Linked DNA regions of Sus scrofa: region 2 is linked to region 1. The links are chromatin contacts, called in public HiChIP or PLAC-seq maps. All regions are on one chromosome and are shown on one strand. Each heading gives the region's core, a stretch centred on a gene start, on an enhancer-like site or on the middle of the called end of the contact. The rest is flanking DNA. Distances are from core to core; before and after follow the strand shown. Region 1 has its middle 130 kb from the start of TRIO. Region 2 overlaps TRIO (triple functional domain protein).

Region 1 (4,160 bases), core at 747-3,246:
TTCCTAGTTGGATTCGTTTCCACTGTGCCACCGAAGGAACTCCAAAATTTTTTTTTTTAATTTTATTTTAGAATAGATTCTGATTTACAGAAAAGTTGTGAAGATGGTACAGCATCCTCATATTCTCTACATCCAATTTTTCCATATTCCTCACAATTTATGAATCAGTGTTTGAACATTATTATTAAAGTCCACATAGTACTCATATTTTCTTCTTTTTATTTTTTTACCTAATGTCCTTTTTTGATCCCAGAATCCAAAGAATACTTCATTACATTTAGTTGTCACGTTTTCTTGAGCTTCTCTTGGCTGTGACAGTTTTTCAGACTTTCCTTATTTTTGTTGACCTTAATAGTCTAGGGGAATACTGGTCACGTCCTTTCTAGAAATGTTCCTCAACTGGGATGTCTGGTGTTTCTCTCATGATTAGAAGGTATTTTGGGGAGGAAGATCACAGAGGTAAGGTGTCATTTTCACTAAATCATACTGAAGGTACATACCATCCACATGATTTATCACTGTTGTTAACCTTGATCACGTGGCTGAAGCAGTGCTCGTCTGTCTTCTCCCTCTTTCCATTTTGTACTCTGGGAGGAAGTCACTAGGGTGTGGCTCATAGTTAAGGAGAGGGGACTTCTAGCCCATCTCTTTGAAATTCCAAATGATTTGGAATTCTGCATTGGAATGTCTCTTCTCTCTTCATGCTCAATGACTTATTCAGTCACTGAATTATATCAGATTCATGGATATTTATTTTATAGTTTGGGAATAACTGGAATAACCAAGCATTGCCTTATTTATTTTGCCGCTCACATTGTTCTAGCTTTGGTCACTGGGAGCTTTCAATTGGTTCCTTTGTCCTTTTGACAGACCTTCCCTTCCCCATCATTGCTCTGGTTGTTAGTTAAAAAAAATTTTTTTGAGCACTTCCTTACCTTCTGGCACAAGATGCTCCATGCTCTCTTGTACATTTTCTGCCCCAGTCCTAGAGTCAGCCATTTCCCTGAGGAGCCTGGGTTCCTTTTATTGAAGAATGATGTTAATAACAAGATCTGAGTGTCAGGTGTGTATCCTGCTATAGGAGTATTATTTCTAAGCCCACTTAGCTGACAGAGCAAGGAAACATATGTAGATATACACATATCTGTAAGTCTTTTTATATATCCATCTGTGTCTATATTAAGCTAAACATGAGTTCATACTCATGTGTCCAACCCTGTACCAGATAGATCATTCTAGCCTTCCTCATTTACAATGAAAAACCTGGTATCCACCACCCGCCATTCATGTACTTAATTGTTCATTTCTAATATACATGTACAGTGGTTTCATCCACCATTTTTTTTTTTTTTAACAGTCTTGTTTCGGGCTCTCCTTGCTTTTGGCAGCATTGGATCCTTTAACCTCTGACACCCATACCTTCTGGCCACTTCGCTTGCAGCCACCTCAGAGGCGGTTTGTACTTGAATATTTGTCAGATGCTGGCTTGACACGGATCTGCCGTAAAGCTGAATGTCATCTACCCCTAATTTCCTTTGGTCTCTTCAGCCACTATCACCTTCCCTATTCTCTCCATTTCGGTGAAGTAGGGACTGAGGAGCCAGAGTCCGGAATGTCATGTTACAGGCGAGCAGACGTCCTCCAAGAGTTCAGAGGCTTGTCCTCCTCGCTCCGGGACTGGAGTATATACACGCCGTTTTCATGCTCTCTCTCTTCATTCCACAACTACTATGGAACCCCGACTACGTGCCAGTGCCCGCGCTGCGCCATCGAGAAACACGCCGGCCTTGTGCCGGAGTCAGCCGAACCCGCGGGCGAGATAAACAGCTCGAGTGCTCGGAGGTCGGTCTCACGCAGCAGGAGAGAGCGCCCGGCTGGGGGCGCAACGCCGGGCCTGGAAACCGCCTCCGCTGGTTAGAGCGTTCCGGCACCTCCCCAGGGTTGCAGCTGCCGGAGCAGGAGAGGGACCAGGCGGAACGCTTGAGCTCTCTCAGCTCCCGGCACCGGGTGCGGCCCCGCCCCTCCTGCCAGGCCCGGCCCACTGCAGGCCCCGCCCACCCGCCGAGCCCAAGCTCGGGCCCCTGACGATTCTCGCCGGAAATTCCCGAAGCCCCTCTTTTTTTCCTTCCTCTCCTTTCCCTGCTCTCCCTTTTCCTTTCACCCGGGTTCCCTCAGCCGTGATTTCCCCCCTCCCCCTCCTTCCTTCCCCATTTGAAATCAAGATGGAGGCTCGCGGCTGCCGCCGGCGCCCGTGATCCCGGAGCTCCCGCCGGCCACGGGCCCCCGCCCTCGAGATTGCGTGTTCAGCGCGGCGCGCGTTACTGCCCGCGCTCCGGCCGGCGCCGCCGAGGCCGTGGCTCCGCGCCCTCGCCCCACCGCCGGCTCGCGGCTCCCGGGCGGAGTCCTCGTCTATGTGGGCGCGCTCCTCAGGCCGAGCCGCCGCCGCCGCCGCCGCCGCCCGCCGCCGCCGCCGCCCCGGGGCTCTGCGTCCACGCGCCGGGCCGGGGCAGCTGGGCGATCGGCGCCGCCAGGCCGGGCGCGGAGCGGGCGGCGCGCGGCGCTAGGGACGCGGGGCCCGAGCCGGGCGCGGCCGCGGGCGCTGCCGCAGCCATGAGCGGCAGCAGCAGCGGCGGCGCTGCCGCCCCCGCCGCGTCCTCCGGCCCCGCCGCCACGGCCAGCGCGGCGGGCTCGGGCTGCGGGGGCGGCGCCGGCGAAGGGGCAGAAGAGGCGGCCAAGGACCTGGCCGACATCGCGGCCTTCTTCCGATCCGGTGAGTGCAACTGTTGCCGCTGCCCGCGCGCTCCGCCACCCCTGCCGTGGAGGCGCGGTCCGCGGGCCCCGGCGCGCCCGGTGTTCGCCTGTCGTTCGGTCCCGGCGCGCGCTCGCCAGGCCACTGCCCGGCGCCGGGGCTCCCGGCCCCAAACCCGCGGGTCCGGCACCCCACGCTGCCCCAAGCGCCGCTGTTAGACCCAGGCACCGCCGGCTCGCCTTTCCTGCGCCCGCCCCTCGTTCCAGGGCAAAATCTCACCGTCGCCCGCCCCGGCGGCTACAGTTCTTCGGGTTGGGGCGCCGGCTCTTTGTTTCTTTCGCGGGAGGGCCGAGGAGGCGGCGGCGGGGACGGCGAGGGCGGAGGCCCCTGCCCCGAAGGCCGGCCGGACGGGGGCGGAGGGGCCAGGCCGGGAAAAGCGGGCTCTACTCTGGGTCGGTCTCCGTGGCCGATTTGTACCTGGCCCCTCCCCAGTCCCTTATGCAGCGGGTTTCTTCGCCCGGTACTCTAGCCTGTCACCTCCCCAGCCTCGATCTACACTTCTGTGAAACGGGCAGCCATAATATCTGCCGCCCAGGGAAGGGGGGAGGTGGCGGCAGAAAATGAAGCGCGGCCGGCCGGGCGGTGGGTGAGCCATTGTCTTCGGGGGCGGCTCGGAAGGGGCATCTGGGAACGTCGTGGCCCCAGGGGGCGGCGCGGGGCCGGGCACTCCTGGGGCACTGCCTACGAGGGAGTGCCAGGTGGCCCGGTGTCTCTTGGGCGAGGAGGGGGTGGCCACGGGAAAGGCCAGCTTTGCCTCGGGTCCGTGGGGAGGAGGCGCGGGAGGCGTGACAGGGCGTCCCCCGGACCCAGGCGGCGGCGCCTCCTCCCGCCCGGGCCCAGATCCCGCGTGAGCCGGTCCCGCGTCCCCGCGCCCCGCGTCCCCGCGCTCAGTCCGGTCTGCTCGCGCGGCGGCGGCCTCGGGGCCCGCGGCCCAGAGCGCAGTGCCCAGCTGGCTAGTCGCGGGGCGGAGAGGATGCAGACTCCGCGCTGGAGAGCCCTGGAGGGCGGGCCAGGTCGGGGCCGGGGTGGCCGGGCGGGCGCAGGGCGCGTGCGGGGTGCTGGTGGAGGCTCCTGGGAGGACCGCGGGGCCGGGGACGTCGGGGGAGCGGCCTGCGATGGGGCGCGCGCCGGAGGCCGGCGGCTCACATTTCTTCGTGGCCTCTTTCAAAATCCATTCCCCAGATTCGGTGAGATCATTTCGATAATCCGGGTCACAAGTAGCAATTTGCAGCGGGAGGGCGATGGTCAGAGGCAGAACTTAGCAGTGCTCTTAGATATACCTGGCGTAGTACTTTTTACCCTCGCTTTCTTCATCTTTACCAGGCGGAGTTATTTTGGAGTCATTTTAACA
Region 2 (4,160 bases), core at 518-3,017, 190 kb after region 1:
CTTCTGGCCTTACTCCTCTGCCTAGGAACCAAGCAGCCCGCAGGAAGGACCAGCTCCCGCCCTTTTCCTGGAGCCAGCAGAGAGCAAGTCCTGGGCCAACGTGGTTGTTCTTGGGTGGAGGTCACAGCCAGTCAGGGAGGAGCCCCTGATTTGCAAATATTTTATGTTTTAAATGGTAAGATCCCACGAGCTCGTCTTCCAAATGCTCCTTGGACATGTCTAGTCCATTATTCAGGATTCTTTGGCCATCTGGGAAATGTTCTCAGACTTAAGAGAAGCAAAAGCCTTAAGGGGAAGTTTGGTTTTGAATATGAGCTAGATTTCATAATTGTCTGCTACTGTTTTTAAAAAGTGCGTGGAATTTGTACATTGTTCCTTGAATTACTTTCATGTTTGTAGGAAATATAATTTCACCTGGTATTTATAATTCTGTCTAAAGGAACATCTAATAAAAGAAAAATTGTAATCCATTTGTAATCCTGAGTGGTTGGTTCATAATAGCTGTTATTTCCAATGTATGCTTCCTGAAACATTTTTCTTTTGCTTAAAAAACAAATTTTTATTTTTTAAAGAAGGCTATATTTTGCTTCCTCTAGCACTTTCTACAAATAGTGTTTCTTTTAGAAATTGTGCCCTTATTTCAAGTCTGTATTGAGTGATCAGTAATCATCAGGTTTGCTGTTTACCAAACCTTGATTTTTCTTTTTACAGTACTTTTGAGAAATATACAAAACCTACTATAGGCGTAGATTAAAAAAAAAGTCTCCTAGCCCTTTCTGCAGATGTGACATGGACAGAGCATGAGTGCACTTGTTTATCTCTGATCTCTTTTCAGTCTTAATATAGTTGATCTTTGTCTTCTGCCTGGTACTGGCCTCATGCCCAGAGGCACATTCCAATAATTGTATCTGTTCTTTAAGTTGAGATATTTTGAAGTTGCCATTGGGCATTTCTTTAGGAGTGAAATGGGACCTGCATTTTATAATATGTACTGAGAGACTGTCATACCAACAAGTCAGCAGCTAGAAGTCAGGTAGTGCATGTGGCAGTACTACATACTGGTCATACTGAATGCTCTTTCTCTCTTTTTGATCTCAAGGAAGAAAAGTACTAAGTGTGCTATTTAAAATGCAATGGCATACTCATTGCAAAGAGCTTAACATTAGATGGAAAGTGCCACGTTCCAGTTTATGGGTGCCGATGGCATGTGTGCTATGTTCTTGCCACACGGGATGTTGAGGTGCTAGATGTAGATGTAATTGACAGCTCCCAGCGTTCCAGTCCCCCCTGAGCAGCTACGAAGCTGCAGCTCAGAAAGGATAGCCTATGTCTGTGGTGCAGGGAGGCTAACATAAAGGGTAAACAGGGAGCTTTCAGGAGGATGGAGGCTGGGTTGATGGATGGAATACGAAGAGATCCAGTAGGAGTTACTCTGACAGTGCGACCCTGCTGACTAGCCGAATGGTGGTGTTGACAGAGAAGTTCAGGTGTGGACTCTAGTAACAAGGTAAACTTACACCTTTATCCTGAGCCCTCACTGCAAGGCTTGACCTCCGTACCCCGCCCTCACGTGGGCGTGCTCACACACACATACTTACACTCACACTTTTGCTCATTCTGCAAGGACCACTGGAGGTTTGTTCAGGTTCTCAAGCCTTTTTATTTACATGAACTACTGCCTTTGCTCAGCGCTATGCAGAGAGGTCCTTCAGTCAGACCAGAAAGATCACTGATTTGGAGCAGAGAAGGACCAATCCACTTGTCCCTGGATGGCAGGCTCTGGCTTTAACAGTTGCCTCTTGCTGTCTGTCAGCACAGCTGATCTCTCTACAGTGCAGGGAACAAAGGGCGAGGGATTCTTTTTATAGCAACGAACCTCAAATGAAGGCCCCGTTTATTTATTTTTTAATTGAAATAGAGTTGGCATGCAATACTAGGTGAGTGTCAGGTGTACTGTGTTGTGATTCAACATTTGCATACATTATGAAATGATTACCATGATAAATTTAGTATCCACCTCTCCTCAAACAGAGTTATCACAATATTATTGACTATACACCTTATGCTGTAAGTTACACCCCCCAACCCTACTGCCTCTTTCATTTTGCTGTTAGTGGAGTAGTGTGTCTGGTCCACTTCCTAGCTGTCTGGACACTGTCCTAGCTGTGCAGCCTTACTTAGTTCTATAGTTCAAAATCATCTTGATCTCTGAGCTTAGTTACCATGGTTATAAGCTGTAACCTTGCTGTAACCTCGAGGTGGCCTTCAGTAGTTTTGCAGCACATTAACAAATGTCTTCAGATATTTAGATAATAATACCTTTTAGTTTTTAGCTAAAGACATTACTGACTTAGTTTTTTGCTAGTTATCCCGTCTCCATCAGAAAGAGACAAAGTGTGTATTTGATGTAGTGTAAATCTTTTGTTTGATAGTGTTTTGCAATTTTTCAAGTACGGTAGTCAGTGAACTACTCAGTCCCAACTGCGAACATGAAAACATTGGATTTGAGTTCTCTTGTGATGTAGTGGATTAAGGATCCTTGTTGTCACCGAAGCAGCATGGGTTGATGCCCTGGTATGGGTTCGATCCCCGGTCCTGGGAACTTCCACATGCCATGGGTGTGGCATCTCCCCCCACCCCAATAAATAAGAGCATTGGGTTTCCCTGCTTTACTTTTACTCCTTTTCTTTAGTGTGAATTTCAACTAAGAACTTACAAGTAATTAAGTTCATGCAATGCTTAGCTTTCACAACAGCTTAGTTTATAGAATAAATTATCTTCAAAGACTAAGACAGAGGCATTTAAGTGTTTTGTTTTCCTGGGTTTTACTTAAATGTTTTGAGTCTTCTCAAGAGGAGAAAAACATTAACTCTGTAGTTAAACTTGAATTGCCTGCTGTGAAGTTTTGAGCCTTATAATGGTGTTGAATTAACCCGCTCCTCTGTGGCTTGGTAGCCTCTGTCTTATGCAAAACCAGGCAGTTTTGGTGGCCCAGTCATGCCTAAAGTGAGGTGAGATTTAATTTAATCATGATTTCATGCAAGGTTTATACATGGATAGATTTGCACTTTTAAAGTAAGAGCTTAAAATCATGGTGGGAAAGCTGACAGAAGATGTAATTTGTTTTAATTTCAACATGTTAGATTAATGTCCCATTGCTCCCAACTTCCTTTTCTCCTGTGCTTCTTGTTCTTACAGAGTTTTGGTAATAGATGTATCTTCAGAGGATGGCCTAACACACTGAATAAAGCAGGCATTGTTTTTATGGCATCTGTATCTGTATTTCATTACAGGTGCTGGACTGGATTGAGAACCACGGAGAAGCATTTCTGAGCAAACATACAGGTGTGGGAAAGTCTCTCCATCGGGCCAGAGCTTTGCAGAAACGTCATGAAGATTTTGAAGAGGTGGCACAGGTAAAACAATGGCTTTCACTGTTTCCTCCCGCAAATGCCTAAACTTTGAATTAGTTTTAACCCCATCTGAGCCGAGTTAACATTAGCAAGGCGTGTTTGAAGGCGACTCAGAGATGATGCCCAGATTTCAGAGTGAAGCTGTCATTGCCTGGGCAGAAAGATGATTTAGTCAGGTGATCCTTTTGTAAAATATAATGTTCTTAAAACAGAAAAATGTCTTCGGAGTTCCTATTGTAGCTCAGTGGGTTGAGAACCCAACACAGTGTCCCTGAGGATTCAGTTCGATCCCTGGCCCCAGTCAGGATCTGGCTGCGGGCTGTGGTGTAGGCTGGCAGTTGTAGCTCATTCAGCCCCTAGCCTGGGGACTTCCATATGCCACAGGTACGGCCATAAAAAGAAAAAAAAAAAGAAAGATGTCTTGGATGTTTTTGCCATGTTTATTGTTCCAGGGTCTGTTGACGAGTTTGTGAAATTCCAATTCATAATCAGAGAATAACAGTCCTACTTGCATTTCTGTGATGAAGGGCCAGCATTTCTTGTCCCTTTTCTGTTTCTTTCAGTATATGTGCGTCAGAAACAGGAGGCAGGGGATATGGTATGTTCAGAGCCTGGGATTTGTGGAGTTTGAATGTTGGCTCAAGCTCACCAGCTCTGTGGCTTTGGAAAAGTCTCTTCACCTTTCTGAGGTTAACTTTCTTATCTGATAAGTAGGCACATTGAGGGCTGCTTGAGAGGAAGCAAGGT

The links. HiChIP or PLAC-seq counts read pairs in DNA pulled down with a chosen protein or histone mark.
Region 2: an H3K27ac HiChIP or PLAC-seq map of alveolar macrophages shows a contact between it and region 1. The contact joins two enhancer-like sites. A contact is called at or near these places in 1 of 47 Hi-C or Micro-C datasets (fetal heart ventricle) and 1 of 2 datasets of contacts at active chromatin or transcription factors (alveolar macrophages).

The regions. Positions count from the first base shown.
Region 1 is chr16:3,561,760-3,565,919 of Sscrofa11.1, forward strand. No RefSeq gene overlaps it. Among named protein-coding and RNA genes, the nearest start is that of TRIO, 130 kb to the right of the region's middle. Within about 2 kb of position 1,997, at least 69 of the 83 cell types and tissues checked have an H3K27ac peak or open chromatin away from gene starts, as enhancers often do.
Region 2 is chr16:3,750,359-3,754,518 of Sscrofa11.1, forward strand. It overlaps TRIO (triple functional domain protein), which reads left to right. Exons shown (of 56, transcript XM_021077142.1): 9 at 3,294-3,416. Among named protein-coding and RNA genes, the nearest start is that of TRIO, 62 kb to the left of the region's middle. Within about 2 kb of position 1,768, at least 6 of the 83 cell types and tissues checked have an H3K27ac peak or open chromatin away from gene starts, as enhancers often do.